Linked DNA regions of Zea mays: region 1 is linked to region 2. Evidence: chromatin contacts called from public Hi-C data. All regions are on one chromosome and are shown on one strand. The core of a region is the stretch at or near the end of the contact, and the rest is flanking DNA. Distances in the headings are between cores, read along the strand shown. Region 1 holds the start of LOC100280793 (urease accessory protein F). Region 2 holds the start of LOC103626666 (Auxin-responsive protein SAUR71).

Region 1 (6,031 bases), core at 310-2,809, 130 kb before region 2:
TTTCGCAAGGCTCGCGAGCCGGCTCGCGAGCTGGAACGAGCCGGCTCGGCTCGCTGCAAAAACGAGCTCGAAGAAGGGGCTCGGCTCGTTCGAGGCTCGCGAGCCTCGAGCTAATTTTCCAGCCCTCTCTGAATGCATGTTTGTAGTTCTACTTAAATTTGGTTGTAACTACAGAATTAAATAATTACTCATCACGCCCTTTTTTTTGAAAGGGAATACTCATCACGTCCTTGATAGAGCACATCACTCATCCAAAGCTTGTCACACAATTGCCTTGCGAGCCATCAAACACTACGTATCATTGAAGAGGTCTCATGCAGAGTTACTCAAAAGGTAACAGAAATTTATCAGAAAAGCATGGAAGCATGACCGGAGCATCTTTGAATGTGCTGCATATGCTCAAAGATCATACGAAGGTAGGTAGCTCACCTTGTTGTCACGAACAAAACAGCCTGGAGAACATGTAAGCGTGGCAGCCCTGCACGGCATCGAGCAGCGGGGCAGTCTGTGACGCCTCAGAGACATCACGGTCCCTCCATTTCCGCACCATCCTCTCGGCATCCGGCGCAAGCTGGTGCTGCAGCACCGAAGCAGCCAGCGGGCCGATCAGATTGAGCCTCGTCGCGGCAGAGAGCACGTCCCTCATCGTCACGAACATGTACGCCCGCTGCGCCGTCTCGCCGTCGAATCCAACCAAGCCGCACACCAGCCCAAACACAGGCGCGTGGTGGAACGACACGCTCTTGGAGCCCAGCAACGTCCGCCGGAGCTCCTGCAGCGCCGGAACCTCGGCGAAGACGGACGCGGCCACCCGCAGCAGAGCCGAGCCCTGAGCCGCGGACGCCTTCCTGGCGACCTCGTTCGTCAACGTGGCGTCCAGCAACCGGTCCAGCTTGGCCCACGCCGCTGCGTCGCCGGGGGACTTGCCTGCGCATGCGCAGTGCACGAACGGCAGCAGCAGGCTGCCGGCGCTGTCGAGGACCTGGACGACGAACGACCTCAGGTCCTCCTGGTCGTTCACCACGCGGGACTGCATGGCGGCCTCGAGGCCGTACGAGTGCGCGAAGCCGCCGGTCGGGAGGATGGAGTCCAGGATCTGCCACTGGGTCCAGTGCAAGCTCTGGTTCACGCCCCCCGCTGCATTGGAACTGGAAGGCGCCTGCGCCTCCTCCATTTCGCAGTCCGCTGAGTGCACCAGCCGTGATTTCTTCGGGGCTGGGCTGCCGGGCTCCATTGCAAATCGACAGAGCGGATGGGAGATCTTCGGTACTGAAAAAGGGCGAAATAATTGTCAGCTACGCATTCCATCGAACACCCTAGGGTCGTGAGAACCTTTGGAACCATCTGCGAAATAATTGGTGAGTACATGAGTTGCTTACTTGCCTGGACGCCGAAATGTTTACTCCAAGACGCCGAAGGTCGGCAGGGAGCGGTTGCTAGGTCTAGCTCGTCTTGCAACTTGCAGGTCTCCGGGGAACCAATAAAGCTGCTGCGTCGATCCACCGGGTAGGCAGTCCCCCCGAGGTGGAAGATAGGGGTTGACCTTCGACGCCTCACCGCGAGCGCCAGCGGATCACGCTGCAGCGGTTCCCTCTAAATTATATCCCCTATATCCCACTAGCGCGCCACATCAGCACTCTCTCCCCCTCTATATTCTCACTCTCTGCAGCGGTTTCCTCTGAGGCTATCCGCACTCATACTACTCTATTTCTCTAACCTAAAATAAATATTCTATCCTGGTCAGCGAGGTTTTCTACTCTATCCAACAATTCTCCGCGGTCACAATTACTCTATATATCTACCCTATACCAACTACCATATATTATATTATATTTTTTCTCCACTTTTCTATACCGTCAGCATGCATGTGGGCCCGCCTCCACCACCTCCGCGTGCATGCATGTGCATGCAGCCGTGCACAACATGCGTCTACCATCCAATACGCGCACGAGAAAGTTTCGAGTAGGACTCTGTAAATAGCGTTCCTCCGGTCCGCTCTAAATTTACAGTCGCCTTTAGAGTCCTTCACTGCAACATTCTTTTACTTTATATCTAACGCTATCCTCATAGCGTATTCCTCACAGCTTCCCACTGCAGGTAGCCTAAAACATCCCCTAAACCCCACCATACCAATAAAATATATATTTCCCTTCAACTACCTCAACCACCATCCTTTATTTTTAAATTTCCATATTTTGTCTTATTTTGCACCGTATCATAGTTGTAGGTGATTACCAATTACTAAGTAATTCATAATATGTAAAATAATTATCCAAACAAACTACAATAATTCGTACCTGAAATTTGTTAATAAAAAATATTTTCATTGAATAGTAACGGTTCTAGCGATTTGCACCCAAAAACGTACTTGGAGTCGTACGAAATCAACTAAGAACTAGCGTATTTGTAACTCAACAGTTGCAGCTCCAAGGAACCCCAACGGCCAACAGCAGATCCCGAAGCGGCTGAATGGATCCTCTTCCGACGAGGCTCTAGCCGTTGCCGAGTTATCAGGCAGAAGGCAGCAGTCCCGGCGGCGAGCCCGACACCGTAGGCCAGCCACTCCCCGGCGAGGCAGCAGAGAGAGGCTGCATCTCCCACGCCCGCATTCGAGGGGGATCGGCTCCACAAGACCCATCGATGCGCCACCGTCGTCGACAGCAAGGAAGCCGCCTCCGGTCCTTCCGATGCGCGCGCGAAAGGGAGAGAGAAAGTCGTGGGGGGTGAACAGCGCTCCTCTCCATCTGGCGTGAGAGAGAAGAGAAGCGCTACGAAGGAGACGCCGTAGAGGGCAGCGATGCAGGTCGAAGAAGAGGAATGTAGCCGCTAAAAGATGAACAGTACTAGAGAAGAGGTGCTCAAGGGTGATGCGTAATGCGTTGCAGATAGTCAGAGACAGAGAGAAAGGAAAGAAGCGGGCAGACATCCCCGCCCCGGCGGTCCAACTGAAAGATGACATGTTGTGGGCCTCCAACTCCGAAAAGGGCCATAACTAACACCCAACCCAGCCTATGTGGGCTCAATGGACATATGTCTCGTCTCGTCACCTTCCAAAGGCTCCCGAGATTTTGAGCACATGATATATATATGTAAATGTGAAATTTTGAAAGATTAACTTTTTTATATATAAAAAACGGCCGTAGCAGTGAATCTCCGCCGGCACGGTTCAGCAACACTTTCGTCGAGTACCCATGCCATGCCCAGCTCCACCCGTCAAGTTTTGCATGCCCACACCACGGCACACTCGTCGTCGTGTGTTCGCAGGTCTACAACAAGACTAGTACAACCGCCTTCGTTCCTTCTGGAGCCATGCACATCCCCGGACGCCGGAGGCCTTGTCTCCGCTGTCCGCTCGCAGCGGCGAATATCCTTTCCATCTCCGGCGGCAGCAGAGCACTGGCCCGCTATCTAGCTGCTCCCCTTGGCCGCCCGCGGCCGATTCTGCCACGCCCATCCCATGTGCTGCCCCCTCCGAAATGGGACGAGCTCGATCTAGGGGTTCCCTAGTTAGTAGTCACTCACTACTCACAGAGAGACTCTGGTGAAACACATCATGTGCCTAGTTGTGAATGCATTGCAGCGCTTGCACCGCAGCGGCAGCACCCGGCGCGCCATTGCCGGCAAGCTAGCACAGGTTTTCCCACCCAGTGCCCTTGCTTGCCTTCACTTCTCGTCAGTCAACAGCGCAGAGGGCAGATATATAGATAGGCAGCATGCAGGCGGTGGCAAAGGAGACGACGACGACGACACGCATCGGAGTAGTGTGGAACCAAGGAGAAATTAAAACACCGTCGTACCGTACGTCCGTCCACGCGCTCACGACGACGATGTGAACGACAACGGAAGACGTCAAGACGACGAGACCACCGTTCGTTGCGATCCCTCTTGCATTGGTCGTCCAGTCCATGTACCTACCCTACCTACCTGCTACACGAGAACAGTTGGGGGGGCGTTGTTGACGTTCAACATCGATCTAGTTGTAGGAATGCACACACACATGGGGCTGCTGGCTCGTTACAATACAACACACATCAATCCTCCATCCAGCCTTGCCTCGTATATATTCTATTTTATTCCAGTCTCCTGAAAATCTTTGCTGCAGTGTGCCACGTTTCCTCGACGATGCAGGTAGATATTCGGCTTCTTCACTGCGGCTTGCTACGATTTTAATCCGACTAGGACTGTGACATCTCTATATATTACAGCTTACAGCAGTCAAACAGCTACAGCAGCTCAGGACATCCATTCGTTTTAGTAGTTACCAGTTATAGCAGAGGAAAATCAGCTGGTAGCTTTTTTTTTTATTAACAGGACTATTAGCTAGAGTCCCGTTTAAATTGTTTGATTAATGGATGTAAGCAGGTTCCTTAAATCGTTTTAGTTCTAACATGATTTGGAGGGAATGATGTCAACAATCAACTTTTTTTCAAGACTTCAAATAGGTACACTGTTTTAAATGAAGGAAGGAGCAATCAATATGCTAACTCATGTATTTGGTATTTTCGAAGTGTATATCACTATCTTTGTCCTAAAGATATTATCTCGGAGGGGGAGGAGTAATACTTCAAGGACGAAGATTCTTACTGCTTAACACTGCGTTGCATTGTCTTTGATTCTATACAACAATCAAAAACAAGTGACCAACAAATTCTATCTGACTAATCCAAGCTTGTACATAAATTTCAATGTCACCGATCACATCACCGAGAGCAAGAAATACTCGCTACCACCAAGATGATAAAATCCATACCACTAGTGGATTAGGTATACTGGTCATACTCCAAGTTGTAGTTACTAAAAGATGTACTATATGTTTCCAAGTCCAATTAAAATCTCGTCTTTATTTATTGACTTATTGAAAGTTCCCTTTGTTTGAGAACAGGATCTGAATGTCGCCTACAGGGAGAGCGTGAATAGGTGAATAAAAAATAACACTTAAAAACTAGAAATTCTTACTCTACTCGAAGACTGGATCGTAGTGGAATGAAAGACCCTTCGAGTAGGTCACAGCAAAATTGAAGTTCTTGTCTCAAAACACCCTCCACCTCGCAGACAACTTATACCACATATAAGTATTGAAGTGCAAGTATAAAAGTAATAAAGACAAAGAGACAACACAAAGCACAGAGCAGAGTACACATGCACAGGGATTTATCCCGAGGTTCGGCTAAGCCTGAAATGCTTGCCTAGTCCTTATCGAAGTTAGCCACACCTTAACTTGGAGTCTATTTCAACCCCTTCCTCTGTATGCTCAAATCTGTCAATGCGACAGATAGAGCCTTCCACTATGATGATGACGGTTACAACGACGCCACGACTGCTTACAGTCTCTTAACAGCTCTCCTGCAGAGTAACAACACTCAAGATCTTGCTCTTGCTCTCAGCAGCACTTCCCCTCTTTCTAAAGGCTTATAACTGTGCCTCTACACAAACTAGAGAGGTACACATGAGAGGGAGAGAAAGAATATGATCAGTTGATGTATGGACTTGTTGGTTGTACTTGTGTTCTCCAAATGGGCGCCTAGGGGGTCCTTTTATTGCCCCAAATGAGCCCCTAGCAGTTACTCCTTTCCTTGTGAAGAAGATCTCAATTCTGGGAAAAACTGTCACTTCTACGGGGGCACCAGACAGTCCGGTGCGCCTCCACCTAACGATCGCCCTATCCTTGATTGACCACCTTCCACTTCTGTGGGGCACCGGACTTTCCGACATTTTTAGCCGAGACACCCGAGAGTGAACAATTGGCCTCCCAGGGCACCGAACTGTCCGGTGCACACCAGACTGTCTAGTGATGTGTATCAGACTGTCTTGTGCTACCTAGACAACAACCCAAACTTGCTTTTTCCTCCTTTTCTTCTCCACTTGATTTCAACTATTGGGAGGATCTTCCTGTGACTTAGACAAACACAATTAGAGTATAATTCAATTGACTCAGTCCCAGAAGATTACCGGTTTTCAATATTCTCCCAGCTTTACTATTTCACCTCAAAAAGAGCTTCAAATGAAACTTTCTCTAGAGACATGGTCAGAG
Region 2 (5,796 bases), core at 403-2,902:
GCAAAAAAAATTGTAGAGCCATATCTCCGTGGCTAGTAACCCAAGTAGCGACAAACGTCTCACTTCTTGTCTGTTATATCGACACAATATTATATAAAAACATTTACTTCTAGATTTATTAATATATTATATTTATAGATACTTAATTTTTTTAATAGAATCTCTTCTTTGTCTATTGTGCTTTGAGAACCGTTTTTGTGTCTCTCCGCTATATATGTACTTAACGAAGACACTGTGTTTAACTCTGTTCTCAAGATAGGGAACTAACTAATTAGTTAATTAAATTAATTGAATGCTCGCAACACATGTTTTAACCACGTCTACTTTATTATATTTATATTTTAGCCATGTCTTATAATTACAGCCCTAAGTTAAACGGCACTGGTATAATGCATTGGAGAATGGGAGGACTCGAAACAATCTGGCGGTAAAAAAGAGGAAATTACTGATTACCTCATCAACAGGCAACACTAATATGAATGGCCTGGATGGAAATGGAGGAGCATCGGTTAATGCCGAATTCTCCAGCCAACTTTTTTCTAAGCACAGACGCGCACCACACTGCGAGGAGAGTCCTAGAACCAGAAGGGGGTAAAAAAATAAGACACCCGGCTGTAGTTCTTCCATCGAGCAGCTACTGCTAGTACGGCTACTACACTAGCAAGCCGTAAAAAAAGAGGAAAAATAAAAAGGAGAGCCCCATCCTGCCGCCCCCTAGTAGTAGGGCTAAAACCGCGGAAGCGCAGACGGTCTCCAGCGGCGGCGGAGAGCACGAAGTAGGGACGGACGGCGCCTAGGCGTAGGCGTAGCGTCCGGCGGCGGGCGCGGGGTCGCGGGAGAGGCGGAGCAGGAGGCGGCGGAAGTCGGCGACGGGGCAGGGGATGCGGAGCGCGCCGGGGTGCGCGTAGCCGTACTCCTGCGCGGCGCGGCGGAGGAGCGCGGCGAAGGGCGGCTCGCCCAGCAGCTCGGCGCGCACGGCGAAGCGCTCCACGGGGCCGCCCTCCTCGCCCACGCACACGGGCACGTGGCCCTCCGGCACGGACCCCGCCTTCTTCCTCCTGCGCCTCCTGCTCCCGTCGTCCTTGCTGCTGGGCCGCGCCGCCGCACCGCCGTCCTCGCTGGACGCCGCCGCCGCCACCACCGTGCGGGACAGCCGCCGCAGGAGCCGCTTCATGGCTGGATGGGATGGGTGGGTCGGTGGTGGTGGTGGCGGTGGAGCTGGAGCGGAGTAGCGGGAGCGTGGAGGAGAGCCGGATGTCGGAGAAGGCGGTTTCCTGGCTGCGGTCTGCGCAGGCGCTCGGGGGCTCGAGGTGGCGTTTGGCTGCTCTGCGTCTGCGGTGCGGGAAGGGAGTGGGACTGGGAGGTCCGCGCTTTATAGAAAGGAGCAGGAGAGAAGAGAAAGAGGCAGCCGGAGCCGGGAGCCTGGAGGCCGGAGGGGAGGCGTCGCGTCGTAGTACAAGTTTTGTACCCGCCCGGCTACAGATGCGGGGGACAGAAAGCCGGTGGGCCGGGCCCGAGTTGCCGGCCTGACCATGGCCGCCGGCCCTTTTAAGGAGCCACCCACCGGTGGGGGTGGACAGGAGTGGACTGCTGCTGCTGCCGGGTGCCGGCCTTGCCAGCGCCACCACCACCACCCAGCAGCCAGCTTCCGGCGGTGCGTGGGCCCAGCCACAGGGACCGACCGGATGGGACGGACGACGGGGGGCGGGTCCCACCGGTGCCGTGCTGCGTCCGTGGTCCGGGCCCGTACGGCCGCGCCTGGAACTGGGGCTGTGGCGGCGACCGTGACACGCGAGGCTGCACGCTGAGCATAGACAAAAATCTACGGGAGGGCCCACACGGGAACGGTGGAATACGGACGTGCATGGCGCGCGCGATGGCCGCCTCTTGTCTCGTCTGCTGCGAAACTTCTAGTTCCCCGGTCCCACTGGCAGAAACGTCAAGTGTCACCAGCGACCAAGCGCTTCCATTTTTTCCCCCTACTACTACGTTTCTCCCGGCCGTACGCTGCGATATTTCCTCTACGTTGATGTACGCGTGTCTGTCTCTACGCGCGGCTTACCGCAGTGCTGGAAGTAGACTAGTAGTATGTATACTTGTTTCTACGTACGTATACTCGTAACGCGTACAGTACGTCTCGACGCATCATGGTCGATGGTTCATGCATCCACGGGCACCGTCATTGCGCCTCCGGTGAATTCAACCAGTATTTATGTACGCGATATATAAGTTTATTAACTTTACTATCGGTCTTTTATCTCTACCGTAATGCTATAGCATTCAACTTTAATTTTAGCCACACAAATACTCACCTTAGTTTTTTTTGTTGAGTTCCAAATTCCAATGAAATTACATGACTCATAAAACAATTAAATATCACGTAACTTAAATATATAGATAAAAATTACATAGCCCATAAATATAACTGACACAATACTACTCTTCACCCTTATCTTCCTCTTCCATAGTCGTTTCATCAACTTTTTAAAGCCAATTTATGAGTTCTTTTTATGTATTCGTTTGTATCTGCGGTGGAGCGATCCGGTAATATATTAAATTGCTCACATATTTAAGTTCAGAAATTCTCTCCTGGCCCTTGTATAGCTTCTTTAGCATTTCTTTTTGTGCGTAGATGGAGACTCGGTGCTACGTACTCAAGAAGGACCAAATGAGAAAAAATACAAGGTGCTAAAAAGGCAACCACACCTTATCTCTTAAACAAAGTATCATAAAATATCAACTATTGACGTTGACATAAAATATCAACTAGACGTTGTGCGCTCTCATGGAATCGCCGCCGCCGCACGCGTCTAGGTAGGCGACTGTCGCTCGTGCATGGTGGTGGGAGCGTCAAAAATTAAACCCCTAACGGCTTGGGGCTCTTTTTATATACGTTAAAATGGTAGTGAATTCGGTTAGAATTTGTTTGAGATGGCTCAACCTAGATATATAGGTGTGGCTACTCTATGGGGAATTAAGGGTCTGTTTAGAAGTGGAGTTTTTTCATGGTTTTTGAGAAATACCATAGAATCTGCTAACACTACAGTATTCTAGACCAAAAGTTGTTTAGGATATCACTAGAATTCAGAGTTTTCAATACCATGGTTTAGCCTAAATCGTGGTATTTTTGGAGTATTCGATACACAGGTCTAGACCTAAGGGCCTGTTTGGGAATGCAGTTTTGAAATACTGTAGTTTTGAGATGCCATAGTTACAATTGTACATGACATAAATACTACGGTATTGCTTTATCACAGTAAAACTACAGTATTGCTCAAAACCGAGATCTGTTTGGTTCTATTGGTAAAACAAAGTATATGTAGAGAGAAGAGAAGAAAACTGAGGTCTGGAGTGGAGTTTCGAAAACTCTAAAAATACCACAGTTTTGGGTAAACCATGGTATTTAAAACTGAGTTTTGACTGTACAAACCAAACACCTTTTGAGCTCCAATACTATAGTATCATCAAATACCATAGTATTGTTTCAAAATTGCAAAAATACTATGTTGGGGACTTGTTCTCAAATGCTATGAGTTAAGAACAAGGCAACACAGAAAATGTTAATCGATAAATTCCTTCGTCCTTCGAAGCATTATTTCCCTTAGGATATAATGATTTTTGGACGAAGGTTATGAAGGGCGTACCTTCATAAATGTAGCATACGATGACGAAGAAAGAATTATGAGGAATATAAACGATAACATAGACAACTATATGTTATTGTTAACTTATTTTAGCATTTATTATTACGAGGAAACAGGAATGATATCGAATTACAAATGTACCTTCAGCTTGAAAGATGAAAAGTACAGGTGTGACGCAAAAGCAGATGCCAAATCCGCGTGACCAGTACGGGGGTACTGTTCACCTATTTATAGGCACGGGACACAGCTCATATAAAATTACATTCATGCCCTTTACATTTGGTAGTAATTCTACAGTAATCTACCGAGGTCTGAATAGCCTTTTCATCTTTAAGTCGGTTTCTTTTTCTGCTATTACGCCGAAGCTTTCCTGCTCACAGCTTCGGTGCTGTGTAGACCTTCGTATTCCTTGGGCTTCTCCCACTGTGGTACCGATTCGAGTCCGAAGATACCTGTTCACACATTATACTCCAAAACACTGTTAAATCTTGTTTTTGAGGACCTTCGGAAGCCGAAGGCCCCCAACAGTAGCCCCTCGCAATATTAATTTGTTAGAATAATAAATTTAAATTGCGACACGGATGAAGGCCTTAAGCCGAAGGTCCGAAAAAACACCTTCCCTTTGCTAGAATAGCAACATTCACTGACAAGTGGGGTCTTTCAATCTTTAACGCATTGGGCGTATAAATAAGATCATACCGCAAGCTCATTTGGCACGCTCTCTTGCCATCTGCTCTCGCTCACTCAATTTTTAGCTCTTGCGCACCAAGATTTGCTTAGCTTCTAAGTTTTAAAGCTTCGGCATTGAAAACAGTTTTTAGTGTTTCCGAAGATGTCTGAAGATAAGAAGGCTGCTGCCGAGATGAAGCTAAGTCTCTCTGAGGAGAAGAATCTGGGGTTTCTTATAGCAATGTCGAAGACCAATACAGAAAAAATCACCAAGGAGATTTTAGAAGGTTTGTCTGAAGATACTGATGACAGCGACAGTTATGATGTGGATAGTGGTGGTGAAGACTCCGAAGATCGCCCTTGGCGACCAAGCCATGCGGTTTTCGGCAAATCAAGCATCAAAGAAAATCATCTTGCCAATATGAGAGGAAGGTATTTCCGGGACTTGTCCGTTGTGAGGGCCGACGAAGGAGAAAAGACTTGTCCGAACCCTGAAGAAAATGAAGTCGTAGTGTACCGAAGCTTTTTGAAAGCTGGACTACGATTTCCCCTGAGCAACTTTGTCGTAGAGGTGCTGAAAATATTCGAAGTCTATCTTCACCAACTTACCCCTGAAGCAATCATAAGGCTGAATATCTTCGTGTGGGCTGTGAGAAGCCAAGGTCTGGAACCTGATACGAAAAGTTTCTGCAATATACACGAATTATCAAACGAAACAAAACCTTGGGGTAAGGAACAGTATCACAATAATTTTGGCTGCTACAGTTTCATTTCTCGGTCTGGGTCAAGCTGTCCCGTGCCAACCTTTCGAAAGAGATGGCCCGGAGACTGGATGACAGAATGGTTTTATGTGAAGAATGACCTGAAAATACGGGAAGACATCAAAGGTGTAATTATGCGCCCTATTTGGCAAAGCTTTGGCCTGCGGAGGCCGAAGGTTGAAATGAATGAAGCTGTCGAAGAATGCCAGAGAGCCTTCGGTGTTATTTGTTCTTTTATTGGAACGAGAGATTTGGTACAAGAGCATATTTCCTTCAGAATATGGCCGCTTGCGGAGAAATGGGAAATGCCGCAAGAAACCATAAAGGAGGCTGACGAAAGTGGACTTATCAGGCTAAAGTATACTTTCAAATTCGGAGATAAATTCGTTGAGCCAGATGATGACTGGCTTAAGAGCATTGAAAATTTAAGTGATGAACTGCTTGGGGCTTACTCGAAGGCCGAAGATACTGCACTGTCAGCAGCCTTCGGAGGCCGAAAAAAGAAAAGACTGAACCGGGTGTTTGACGCAATCGGGTTCGTCTACCCTGATTATCGTTATCCTATTCGAGGGCAGAAAAGAAAAAGCACATCCTCTACGAAAGAAGGAGCTACAACTGCTCCTAGTGAGCCAGCACCGGAAAGAAAAAGGATAAAGGTCCTCACACATCGGCCACACTATATTGAACCAGCCTCGGTGCCTGAGTTCACCGGAGAGACCTCT

Evidence for each region. A called contact is a pair of places that touch in the nucleus more often than the background predicts.
Region 1: a Hi-C map of leaf shows a contact between it and region 2, with 7 times the contacts expected there. The contact joins the promoter of LOC100280793 here to the promoter of LOC103626666 in region 2. A contact is called at or near these places in 4 of 25 Hi-C or Micro-C datasets (ear, leaf and tassel).

What each region holds. Positions count from the first base shown.
Region 1 is chr5:85,845,487-85,851,517 of Zm-B73-REFERENCE-NAM-5.0, reverse strand. It overlaps LOC100280793 (urease accessory protein F), which reads right to left and starts at 1,559. Exons shown (of 3, transcript NM_001352439.1): 1 at 1,384-1,559; 2 at 430-1,269. The coding sequence starts at 1,234. The coding sequence ends at 437.
Region 2 is chr5:85,711,142-85,716,937 of Zm-B73-REFERENCE-NAM-5.0, reverse strand. It overlaps LOC103626666 (Auxin-responsive protein SAUR71), which reads right to left and starts at 1,652. Exons shown (of 1, transcript XM_008647058.4): 1 at 423-1,652. The coding sequence starts at 1,174. The coding sequence ends at 794.